2 separate regions of the Oryctolagus cuniculus genome follow, and region 1 is linked to region 2. Evidence: chromatin contacts called from public Hi-C data. All regions are on one chromosome and are shown on one strand. Each heading gives the region's core, a stretch centred on a gene start, on an enhancer-like site or on the middle of the called end of the contact. The rest is flanking DNA. Distances are from core to core; before and after follow the strand shown.

Region 1 (5,482 bases), core at 2,016-4,515, 190 kb before region 2:
CAGGCTTTCTTCCAGTGTTCTCAGACCCAGCAAGGGTCCAGTCCTAGGGTAGGTTTTAGGGACTCGCTGTTGAGACTAGACAGCTACATGAGAAGGAAGAGGAAGCCCAGACTGCCAAGACCAGCACTGGCTGTGCTCACCTTAATCTCACTGAAGGTGCCCAGAGTGTGGTCCCAGGCTGGTACCAAGTGGTGCAGGACACTGTCGAGGATCTTGATGAACCTGTGGTCGGTGAGTAAAGGCAACCACAGCTGAAGAGCTTGGCATGGAAGGAAGACTCCCAACTTCCCAACAGGAGAGGGCAGGGCCCACAGCCCGCTCGGTGAGATCCTGGGGACCTCCTCCATGCAGACACACAAGGCACAGGGTGGGGAAGGCGGAGGCAGGCCCAGGAGCACAGCCACCTCTGCAGGAGGACAGCTCTGCGGTACAGTACTTCCGGGTCAGTGCCTTCCAGGCGTGGATATCGCACCAGACTGGTCGGCTGGAACAGGTCTGCATTCAACCCTAGTTCCCGCTGTCTGGATGACTTGATCTTGACCCCTCGAAGACGAACGTCAATCCCGTCATCTGGGGGAGAGGGGTCAGAGTGAGGTCATTTAATGTGCCTACCGCCCCTGGGCCCTCAGAACGGGGAAGGGCTCCTTCATGTGTCCCCTTATCCTCTAGAAACTGGGCACCTTTGGGATCCCCTCTTAGTACCAAATTCTCACCTCTACATTCTTGCTGGTTCCTCTGCCCACCATCACAACGTTCAACGCTTGAGGGCCCTACCTCAGTTCCTCGTCCAGGAGAGCCCAACCACCGCTATGGCTTTAAGGCAAGCTTATCGCTGGCACCTCCCACCTGGCTCAAGCCCCAGCGCTTCCAGTTCTGGAGTTAGTCCAGCCATTACCCAGCTCCAGGCCTAGCCCCTCCTCTCCAAACTGCCAGCTCGACCCCATCTACACACTGGAGCTCCCTTATAGCCTGAAGCCCCACCTCGGCACTCCACGATGCGGATCTCAATTATTGGGAGGTGGACGGTCATGTCCTCCAGGACACAGACATCCCCGATCAAGGTCCTGAGGAGATGGATGTGAGGCACTTCAGACCGCTGCCTCAGGCCTTCAAGGACTTCTGGGGTCCCACCCAAACTCAGGCTTTTAAGCTCAGCCATGCCCCACTGCAGGACCATGCCCCACCTCCCATCCCAGGTAGGCCTGCTCACTCGTCAATGCTCACGTCACTCAGCTTCTTCAGGTTGTCCCCTTCGCCCCCATAGACCACCACCCGCTTGGGCATAAAGTTGTCATCTGTGGTATCCACTGTGAGGAGCAGCTTCCTGAGGGGTCAGAGTGTGCACCTGACGTCTGCTTACCCACAGGCGTGTGGCTTGCCCCCCAGTCCTGCCCAGAGCCTACATACTTGACAATGGTGCCCTTCTTCATGGTAAGCCGTACCCAGTGCTGGCACTGGGAGCCATCACTCTCCCAGTAGGTATCTGCGTTGCTATCTGTCAGGCAGGACACGTTGAACTCCTCCTGGTTTTGGACAGAGAAGTGGAGTCAGTGAGCACCCTGACTGGGTACGTGCTTTGGGCCAGGGAGCACAAGACAGAAAGCACAGTGGAGTTAGGCTCAAGGGGAAATTGGTATGGGCTGGGGTGGGGCGGGTTTCCTATAGGACTCCCAAGATGAGGAGCTGGCTGGAGTGTGGCCTGTGGGCGTTCTGGTGTAGCTCTGGCCAGGAAGTGGGGGTTCTGGATCTAGCCCTGAGCTGTGACTACATCTTGCCTGGAGTGGGAGGAGTCCCAGCACCCACCGTGTAGGAGGAAACGTCTATGCTCTCCACATACTGCTTCACGCTACCCAGGTTCTCATCCTCCTTGCCCAGGTGGTCATACAAGAAGTGGATCAGGTCCTCGTCGCACTCGTAGGTCCACGTCGGAGGCACATAGCTAAGCAATCCCAAGCCCCTAATTAAGATTGGGACCAGACCTGGGCTCGTTCCTCCCCGCCCCTGCCCAGATCACTCACAGTAGCCTCTGAACAGCTTCCGTGTATGCCTCCGCCGGCTGAGGCCTCGATCCGAGGCGGTGCGAGTATGTCAGGTCCACCACCTGTTCCCACCTGCGGGCACAGAATTGGGGGTGGGATGGGGAGGCATCAGCAGGCGGCAGAACACCATCTCCGGATTCCGAAGCCTTTTCCAAAACTCTATCTCCACACCTCCAGAAGTCCCACCCAAGCCCCCTGCAGACCCCGCCCCTTCCTGCTCTGGCCATCTCTTCTCCAATAGCCCGTGCTCCAGGACGTGCCAGGAGTTCCCAGCTCCCCTGCCCCCTCAGGTGCAGAACCTGAGCACCGGCCGGTAGTCCACGCCGAAGAGCTGCTGCTGCCGCTGGAGGTGGTCCGGAGTGTCGATGGGTACGAGGCGGGCCCCGCCCTCTGCCGGGCGGCACACGAGCAGCCAGCCTTCGTCCAGCCCACAGTCGCCCAGGTGCTCCGCCAGCTGCTCCTGCCGGCGTGCGCCAGACGGGGACAGCCATCAGGGAACTGCTCCGCTGGCCGCCCTGCCCAGCCCGGGGCAAAGTGCACTGAACGCAATGCCAGTTTAATATGGGGGAGGGGAAGGAACAGCCAGGGGCTTCCCTGGCCCCGCGGGTCTCTTGCGGGGTCCCAGCAGGCCCGAGCGCACCTTTGTCAGCTTCACCCAGAGCCCGTGGCCGTTGCATAGCTCCTCGCCGGTGGTGCGCACGCAGGCGCCGCGCCGGAGCTCGATGCTGTCGCGGGCGGTGCGGAGCGGCCCGGAGCCAGTCCCGGAGGCCGGCCCCGCGGCTCCCACACGCAGCCCTAGGCCCTCCGCCTCCCACACCGGCAGGAGAACGCGCGACGGTCCCGCCGGGTCCTTGTAAAGCTTGTAGAGTACCTCCCGCGGTACGAAAGCCAGCGCTGCCGGCAGCGGCCTCCCGGCGCGGAGGCTCCGTGCTGCCTCCGCCAGGAAGCGCACGCGGCCCAGCAGCTGCCGCGGGGACTCTAGTGCCGCGCCCGGGCCAGGGCCCGCCATGGCGAAGCGACGGAGGCGAGCCGGGAGAGGGGAGCCGAGGGACGCGCCAGTCGGCGAGCTGCAGCCGCGACCTCAGGCTGCGCTTCCCACCACGCCCTGCCCCGCCTACCGACAGCTTTTGCCGTAATTTCTAGACTAAGCGCACCTCCGCGGGGTCCTGGGTACTCATACCCCAGAATGTTCCCTACCTGTGTCCCCTCCCCAGCCAACCAGAATCAAGATCAGAGTTGCGACCTGATGAAATTTTCTCTCGCCATCTCCAGTGCTACTACCATTTGCTCTCCACTGCCTCTGTCCTCGTGCAAGTCACCATCTAGACTGGATCATCTTAGCAGACATTTCTCTGGTTCTCAAGAGTTCCTGATTTCGCGTTCCAGTCCTCAGCGAGTCCTATCACAACCAGAAGCACCTGTACAAATCTGCTGAATAAAGTGGGGTGACCCTTTCTCCGGCAACTGACAGGAGTCCTGACCCGTTTAGGCTTTTGAAAAATTCTGGTTGTTACGCCTCATCCCAAGAAACTGCCCATCAGTATCCACTTTGATGTGATTGCAGATGTCTGGTCTCTCATCAGTCTGTAACTCCTTAAAGGGGCTCCAGCTGGGGCTGACGCGCTTAGCACCGACCGCAGTGCTCAATTCTGAGTAGGTAACGGAAGTATACAGAAGAGGAGTTCAGTTCTCTGTGTACAGCCTCTTTTGCACCGTCTGCTACATTCCTGGCTGGATAAGATTCTAGACTCGTGGGCAGTGGAAATGACAGTGAGGCCTGGGTCAAACTGGCAGGATTTCCTGACTCAGATATGAACACATTTCTGACACCAGCAGTAAGAACTAGTTTTAGCGGAGCTCGTGCCTTTGGACGTTTGGTGTTTCGTCGCTACAGCGGACTTTACGGTGGAAAATGGTTAGGGTCCTACAGGCGGCAGCCGGGGCAGCCCCAGAACTGTCACTGAAGTCCGATCACGTGGCGTCCAAAATGGCGACGCCCTCGGGACGCTTCAGGAAGGGGCGGAGCCTGGACTGCCTGTCTGCTCTTATTCAAGGTTCAAGCGGCGAACGCGCTCGCAGTTGCGACATACCATGGAGACGAACGGGTTAGGGTGAGTTCTCTGAAGTAGGCTGTGCGGCTAGCGGGGCTTCTGATCTGAGTCTTCCAACTCAGGAACCGATATATTCCCCGTTCCCTGGGAACCTAGCAAACCAGAACGCCAGTAGTCTGAATCCTGCAACCACGCAGGGACCTTCATTCCTGGGATCTCCTTGCCGGACTGTGTCCCCCAGACTTTTATTCCAGGGGCTATCCTAGGACTTCCAACTAGAACCCCTATTCTGGGATCGTCAACTCTGGGCCTTCTTCGTCCGCCAGTCGGAGGCTCCTGGCCCTGGCACCAGCCCTCTGCCACCCCGGTTCCTACATTTTCTTGTCCGAAGGTCCGCCTCCCTCAAACTATTCCTGCTGGGCTTTCATCTTTTCTTCCCAATTCCCTTCGGTTGCTTTGAGGTTGGGAACGAGGACTACGTGTAGGAGAGAGGCCCCAGTGGGGACCCTTGCTACCGTCTTGTGCAGCGCCCGATAGGCACAGAGGGCGGGGAGCCATGGCTTGGGGACTGGCCTGGAGGCGGCAGATAGCGGTGCCAGACTGAATCCGCCTTAAAAGCCAGCGCCTTCCCCAACCCCCAGCCCAGCATACTGACACTATCCCCACCTCCACCTGACCGCCAGACCCAAGGGGTTTCCGGAGCTGAAGAATGACACGTTCCTCCGTGCAGCCTGGGGAGAGGAAACAGACTACACTCCGGTTTGGTGCATGCGGCAGGCAGGCCGCTACCTACCAGGTCAGAGCCAGGACTCGGGCATCTGTGTAAAACTGGAGGGCGAGTTTTGAGTAGGGCAAGGCTCTAGCGGGCCTCAGTACTGAGCCCTGTCTTCCTTCTCCTGTCTGCAGAGTTTAGGGAAACGCGGGCTGCCCAGGACTTTTTCAGCACCTGTCGCTCTCCTGAGGCCTGCTGTGAACTGACTCTGCAGGTGAGGGGTCCAGAAAAGAGGGAGGGACTTATGCCCTCAGCTTGTCACCTAGCAACTTGTTTCCAATTCCCTGCAGCCACTGCGTCGCTTCCCTCTGGATGCCGCCATTATCTTCTCCGACATCCTTGTTGTACCCCAGGTACCGACTCAAAACTGATCCTGGAATGGGTAAAAACAGGGAAAGGACTCTGGAAGTCCTATCCGTTCAGTGAAGGTTCAAGATAAACAGTCACCCTATGAAGTGGACAGAGGGTAAGCTAAGGCTAACAGATGGAGTCTGGCTGAATCATATTCTCGTTTTCCTTTCCTCCTGGTATGGGCTGAGCAGAACCTCCTGGAGTTCCAGGTTGAGGACCCAGATATTCTTTCCCCTCCAGGCACTGGGCATGGAGGTGACCATGGTACC
Region 2 (5,913 bases), core at 1,903-4,402:
AAAACTTGTGTGTTGTGCTGCACTTTTCCAGTTAAATTCCCTTACAAATTTTTTATTTAAAAGGATAACATTAAAGAAATATGCCAACTGTCCTTTTCTAAACCATCAGTCTTCAGTAAACCACCCAATTCTGCACTTATTATATAGCTTGGTAAGGAAATATGCAGAATTCTTAATTAGCACTGCTTAGTAATTAAATCAAGGTTGAAGTGATATTATAAACTGAAGAACATGATTGCTATCTTACTATATACAAATCACTTCCTCACTCATCTCTTGGCAACACTTTTATAGAACCTATCATCTAGATGAAGTCATTATACTCACAATTTTAAGATTAGAAGCTGAGGGAAGATCTCTAGTTATACATATTACAAGATGATTCGTGTTAAAATGCAAAACTCAAAATGATACAGAATGGAGTATCCTTCTCTCCCAACCTTATTAGCATAAAGTAAGGTCAGAAAAAATAAAGATTACTTAACTCCTAGTTCTCAAATAGCAATACTTAAGAGTGAGTAATTCATTCTCCTATCAATATTTGAAATCCAAAGTCAATCTGAAAAATATATTTATATGTATATTTTCTCAAGGTCCCTGAAATCACAGAAGAGCCTACCATCCCATAAACACACCAATTATCATAATCTGTACAATCTACAAAATCTTCATTTGGAATTTAACATTTGAGTTTCTTTAAAAACAGATACCTGTTCAAAACTCTTTCCTCATTTGTCCCCAAAAGTTTGAAAATCCTTTCAAATTCATCTCTTACTAAAAAACACAAGCATTTTCAATTTAAAATACTTTAAAGAATCTTAAAAGGATCTAAACTCACAGAAAAATTAGGGTAAACCCAGACTAATAAATGCATATATTCATTTTCATGTTTTCAATATTTCAGCATTAAAGCTGCATACCTTAATTACCCTTTTATTCAATTCATTCTTTCAAAAATATATACAAATACACAAAGAACTAACCCTTTCAAATGAGCAAAACTTTCTCAATTTACTGTCATGTATTCTGGCACAGGATAAATCTGCATTTCACCTTTGCAAAACAAATGGTGGTATGCTGTTCTTCCAACAAGAAACAAGGGATTCTATGATTCTCAACCACAAGCAGATTACTTTCTAAAAAACATCATGATGTAGCACAGTTTAAAGAAAAAAATTACCCAAATATGTTGGTTTTACCTGGGAAGAAGAGAGCTGGATGTCTGGGGTTTGTACATGTGCCTGTGCTTGATTTTAATTCTAAAAACCACCTTCTTCCAACTCCTTTCAAAAATCGGTATTTTCTTCAATAAATGAGTATACATTATACAACAAAATGCATAAATATGTACTTCCAGAATACTATATAATCCAAATAGAAAAAAAAATCAATGTTTTAATTTTCCACATAACAAGTCAACGTTAATTACTGTCATTTTTTCTCTTTCCCCAACCACTCCACAAATCCGAAGCACTGTATTTATATACTTAATAAGATTAACAAACTGACTAGAAGCTCCAGAGAAGGAATAAGAAAGAAATCGTTTTTCATCTTCCTGCACACAAAAAGCTAAAACAAAAGCAAATACGAAGACTAGTTAAATGAGACGCATTTGAAAAACCCAACGTGACCAGCTTTTGATTTACCCTAGTCTGACAAGGAAGACAGACCCCACCCCCACTCCAGATTGTGTGGGTTTTTTTTCCTTGGGTGGGGGTGTGGAGAAGAGAAGCTGTCACATTTCCATCTTCGGTTATTGTTAGTCTGCAGCCTAGATTCCCAAGCACCACTGGTCCAGGGGGAAACAATATTAAAGCAGACAATCAAAATTTTCTACAATGCACAGCGATTTGTCGTATTTTTTACCCCAACGTGAAAAGTTAATTACACTCAGATTCAATCAGCTACCACTACAGATTTGCCCGTGACAGCCTGTCCTTCAAACACTCTAATACTGCTTGCTCCAGATCACTGACGTCCTCTCCTTTCTAAACTTAAATCAGAAGAACGCCATTTCCTCAATTATTGCATCCCGAAAGGTATGCCGCCCCTTCCTTATTGCCTTTCATATAGGGAAATGGAGCGAGTGTAAAAAAAGAGAGAGAGAGAGAAAGAGAGAGAGAGAGACACCTAGTCGCTCTCCAAACAAAAAAACCAATGGGGCAGAGGAGAGGGCCAGCGGAGGGAAGAGCAGTAGTGAACCTGAAAGCAACGCCGAGGAAAAGTTTTCGATGTGACTGGTTTGTCCTTGGCAGGGCTACGGAGTTGGGCCGAAAGCCGACGGAGCAGCAAGGAAGCACCTGCAGAGGCGGCGGCCAGGGACAGAGCGCAGCGGGAGGGCACCTACCGACTTGCAGCACGTTCTCCACGGAGCCGCTGTCCAGCAGACGGATGCCCCGGCGGAACGGCAGCCCCTCGCCGCCGCCCGTCGCGCCGGCCCCGGCGCCCAGCCCGGGGGACGTCCCCGCCGCGGCCGCCCCGGGGGCGGAGCCGGCCGGAGCGGCGGCCCCGGGGGGTGGCGGCGGCCCCTCCTCGGCCGGCGAGGACCCCGCGGCGCCGCCGCGGTCCTGGAAGCTGGAGTACATGCAGATCTCCCGCTCATTCCGCGGGAAGGACCAGTAGACGATGCGGCGCTGCACGGGCTCCGGGATCCGCTCGAAGCGCTCCTCCACCCGCTCGTACGCCCACTTTTCCGCCACCGTCTTGGCGGCGCAGTCCAGCAGGGACTCGGGCTGCAGGTGGGGGCGGGCCCCGGGGGCCAGGCAGCTGCTGCCGGCGCCTCCCGCCCCTCCGCGGGCCGCCCCGGGAGAACCGCGAGGGTGGTGAGCCTGTGGGCTGGGCCACGAGCACAGCCGCTTGGCCGGAGAGACCGGCGGCGGCGAGAGCAGCTCCTCTCGCTCACCGCCTTCCGCCATTGCTGGGGACGGACGGACTGACTGAGGCGGCGGCGGCGGCGGCGGCGGCGGCAGCGGCGGAGACCCCAGCCACGGCCACGCGCCCCGCGCAAGCGCCTGGCGGCGGCGCCGGAGAGGGGGGCGGGGCGAGCGAGCTCGCGAGCCCGCCGGCCCGAGTGGGGAGCCTGGGCCGGGCCGCTGTGCGCGCGCAGAGAGCCGACGCCGGCGACCTGAGGGCCAGCGTGAGGCGGCGCGCGCCGTCCGGGCCGCCGCGGGCGCGAGGAGGCGCGGGAGCGAGCGCGGGCCCGCGGCGCGCGCTCCAGGCGCTGACGGCCCGGAGCGCGCGCCGAGCGCTCGCTCGCTCGCTCGCTCGGGGCGGCCGGCCGCGAAAGGGCGAGGAGGAGAGCAGCGCCGGGCATCCTCGCCTGCAGCGCGACTGACTGCAGCCTGGCCAGAGAGCGATGGACTGTGTGACCGAGTGAAATGGCGAGGCCGAGAGCCTCCGAGGAACCGCAAGCCCCAAGAACAGGAAAACTCAAAATCAGGCTCCTGCGGTAGGCTGGCCTGCCGGGAGACGGCAGAACGAGGCTCTGGCAAAAATGCACTAGGAAGGCAGACTGTAGGGCAAAAATCAGCAAGTTCGAGTCATGGAAACGCTCCTCATGCCATGGTGTGGGATGAAGTCAGCGGTCCCCGTCCGCCATCCCCACCACAACCCGGCGAAGTCGCTCCAGCCCTCGCTCCAGACTGGGGCGCTGCAGACCCTCGCGGGGTTTTCCGGATGGTTCAGCATCTTGCATCCCAAGAACAAGACACTTTGTGTGTGCGTTTCGGTAGAATTCTGGGATACCCCGCCCCCAGTTTAAATTAGGTCTTATTTTCCTCACTTGGCTCAGTCTTCTTCACATTTACATTACTAGTAGAGCGGTATAAATACTTTTATATTTAATGCCCTACTGACGGTAAACTCGGTGACAGCGAGGAACATGTCTGTCTGCTACTGGATGGCAACTTCATCACTAACTCCTTCATAAAGAAAACACCGAGATGTCTCTTGCTCATTCCAGAAGACTCAGCATATTTCAGATTAATTGCTGACAAATTAATCTCTACAACTTTAAAGTGTTCCAAGAACTCTGATAGAAGGGTTCCTATAGTTGAGGTAGCCCTTCAAAATGAATGAGTCCTAGAATGTAGCATCAGGTAAGAGTAAGAATGTAGTCTGATGGGAGGCAGAGTGGAGGTCAAGGAGTTTGGTTTTGCTGCAATCTCACAATTAAAGAGCACTGGCTAAAAAGAATTGGGTTTGAATCACGTTTGCTCCTTGTGTGATGCTAATCTTGACTAAGTTAAATCACTTGTAAAAGGAAGCTAGTAATTGTGCCTCAACGAACAACTGAGAAGAATTAGAAACAATTAAAATTGAGTGCTTATTCAGTGTAATAGGTACTCAACACCTGTTTATATCTGTAAATGGATTTCTATCTGTAAATACCTGTAAGTGGATTACCACGATGTAGCATGATCCCAACTTCCCCTTGAATCTGGTACCACACTGATAGGTTTTCATGACACCATCCTTTTTCCTCCCAGAACTTAGCAGAGTTTATTTGGGGCATGAGTATTCCTTTAATGCCCATCTGGCTGACTAGATGACAGGAAGCATTTCTGTGTAAGGGCATCTCCCCAACACCTCCCATAAAGCCTGCATATGGAAGATACTAAAAAAAATTTCCATTCAATCAATGAGTATGTTATTCTGATTTAATCAATTGCTGGCATGCAAAGTTGACAGGAAGAAATGTTACCTAAACATAAGAGTTAATTTTGGGTCGGCGCTGTGGCATTGCGGGTAAAGCTGCCGCCTGCAGTTCCGGCATACCATATGGACGCCGATTTAAGTCCTGGCTGCTCCATTTCCAATCCAGCTCTCTGCTATGACCTGGGAAAGCAGGGGAAGATGGCCCAAGTCCTCCGGTCTCTGCACCTGCGTGGGAGACCCGGAAGAAGCTCCTGGCTTCGGATCAGTGCAGCTCCGGCTGTTGCAGCCAATTAGGGAACCAATGGAAGATATCTCTCTCTCTCTCTCTCTCTCTCTCTCTCTCTCTCTCTCTCTCCCTCCATCTGCCTCTCCCACTCTGTAACTCTGCCTTTCAAATAAATAAATAAAATGAGGTCAGTGCTGTGGCATAGTAGGCTAAGGCTCTGCCTGCAGCACTGTCATCCCATATGGGCACCCATTCATGTCTCAGCTACTCCTCTTCCGATCCAGCTCTCTGCTATGGCCTGGGAAAGTAGCAGAGGATGGCTCAGGTGCTTGGGCCCCTGTGCCTGCATGGGAGCTTTGGAAGAAGCTCCATGCTCCTGGCTTCAGATCGGCCCAGCTCTGGCCATTGCAACCATTTAGGGGGAGTGGACCAGCAGATGGGAGATTCTCTCTCTGTCTCTCCCTCTCTCTCCCTCTCTCTCTAACTCTACCTCTCAAATAAATAAATAAAATCTTAAAAAAAAAATCCCTGTTGGGATACCAGCATCCCATATTGAAGTGCCTACATTTAATACCTGCCTCTGGCTCCTGATTCTAGCTTCCTGCTAATGTGCACCCTGGGAGGCAGCAATGAGGGCTCAAGAAATTGCCACCCAAATAGGAGACTTGGATTGAGTTCCTGGCTTCAGCCCTCCAGCTACTGTGGGCATTTGAAGAGTCAATCAACAAATAGGAGCCTACTCTCTATCGGCCTCTCAAATAAATGAGAAAGCAAAAATAAGAATACTTACCTAGAAGTTGGCATGGTGGCACAGAGTGTTAAGCCACTGCCTGTGATGAGAGCCAATTTGAATCCTGGTATTTCTACTTCCAATCCAGTTCCTTGTGAATGCTCCTGGGAAAGCAGCAGAAGGTGGCCCAAGTCCTCGGGCCCCTGCACCCACGTGGGAGACCCAGATGAAGCTCCTGCTTCCTGGCTTTGGCCTGGCTGTTCAGGTCATCTGGGAAGTGAACCAGCAGATGGAAGATCTC

The links. Hi-C and Micro-C count contacts between places; a contact is called where the count stands out from the background.
Region 1: a Hi-C map of an unstated tissue shows a contact between it and region 2, with 2.5 times the contacts expected there. The contact joins the promoter of UROD here to the promoter of ZSWIM5 in region 2. A contact is called at or near these places in 2 of 6 Hi-C or Micro-C datasets (psoas muscle and an unstated tissue).

What each region holds. Positions count from the first base shown.
Region 1 is chr7:127,871,977-127,877,458 of mOryCun1.1, reverse strand. It overlaps UROD (uroporphyrinogen decarboxylase), which reads left to right and starts at 3,265. Exons shown (of 10, transcript XM_002715141.5): 1 at 3,265-4,150; 2 at 4,774-4,886; 3 at 4,997-5,076; 4 at 5,153-5,215; 5 at 5,454-5,482. The coding sequence starts at 4,131. It overlaps HECTD3 (HECT domain E3 ubiquitin protein ligase 3), which reads right to left and starts at 3,146. Exons shown (of 21, transcript XM_002715142.5): 1 at 2,680-3,146; 2 at 2,339-2,499; 3 at 2,019-2,111; 4 at 1,804-1,939; 5 at 1,408-1,523; 6 at 1,211-1,324; 7 at 982-1,064; 8 at 405-570; 9 at 141-222. The coding sequence starts at 3,048.
Region 2 is chr7:127,678,935-127,684,847 of mOryCun1.1, reverse strand. ZSWIM5 (zinc finger SWIM-type containing 5) reads right to left here and starts at 3,152. Exons shown (of 14, transcript XM_008265350.4): 1 at 2,348-3,152. The coding sequence starts at 2,915.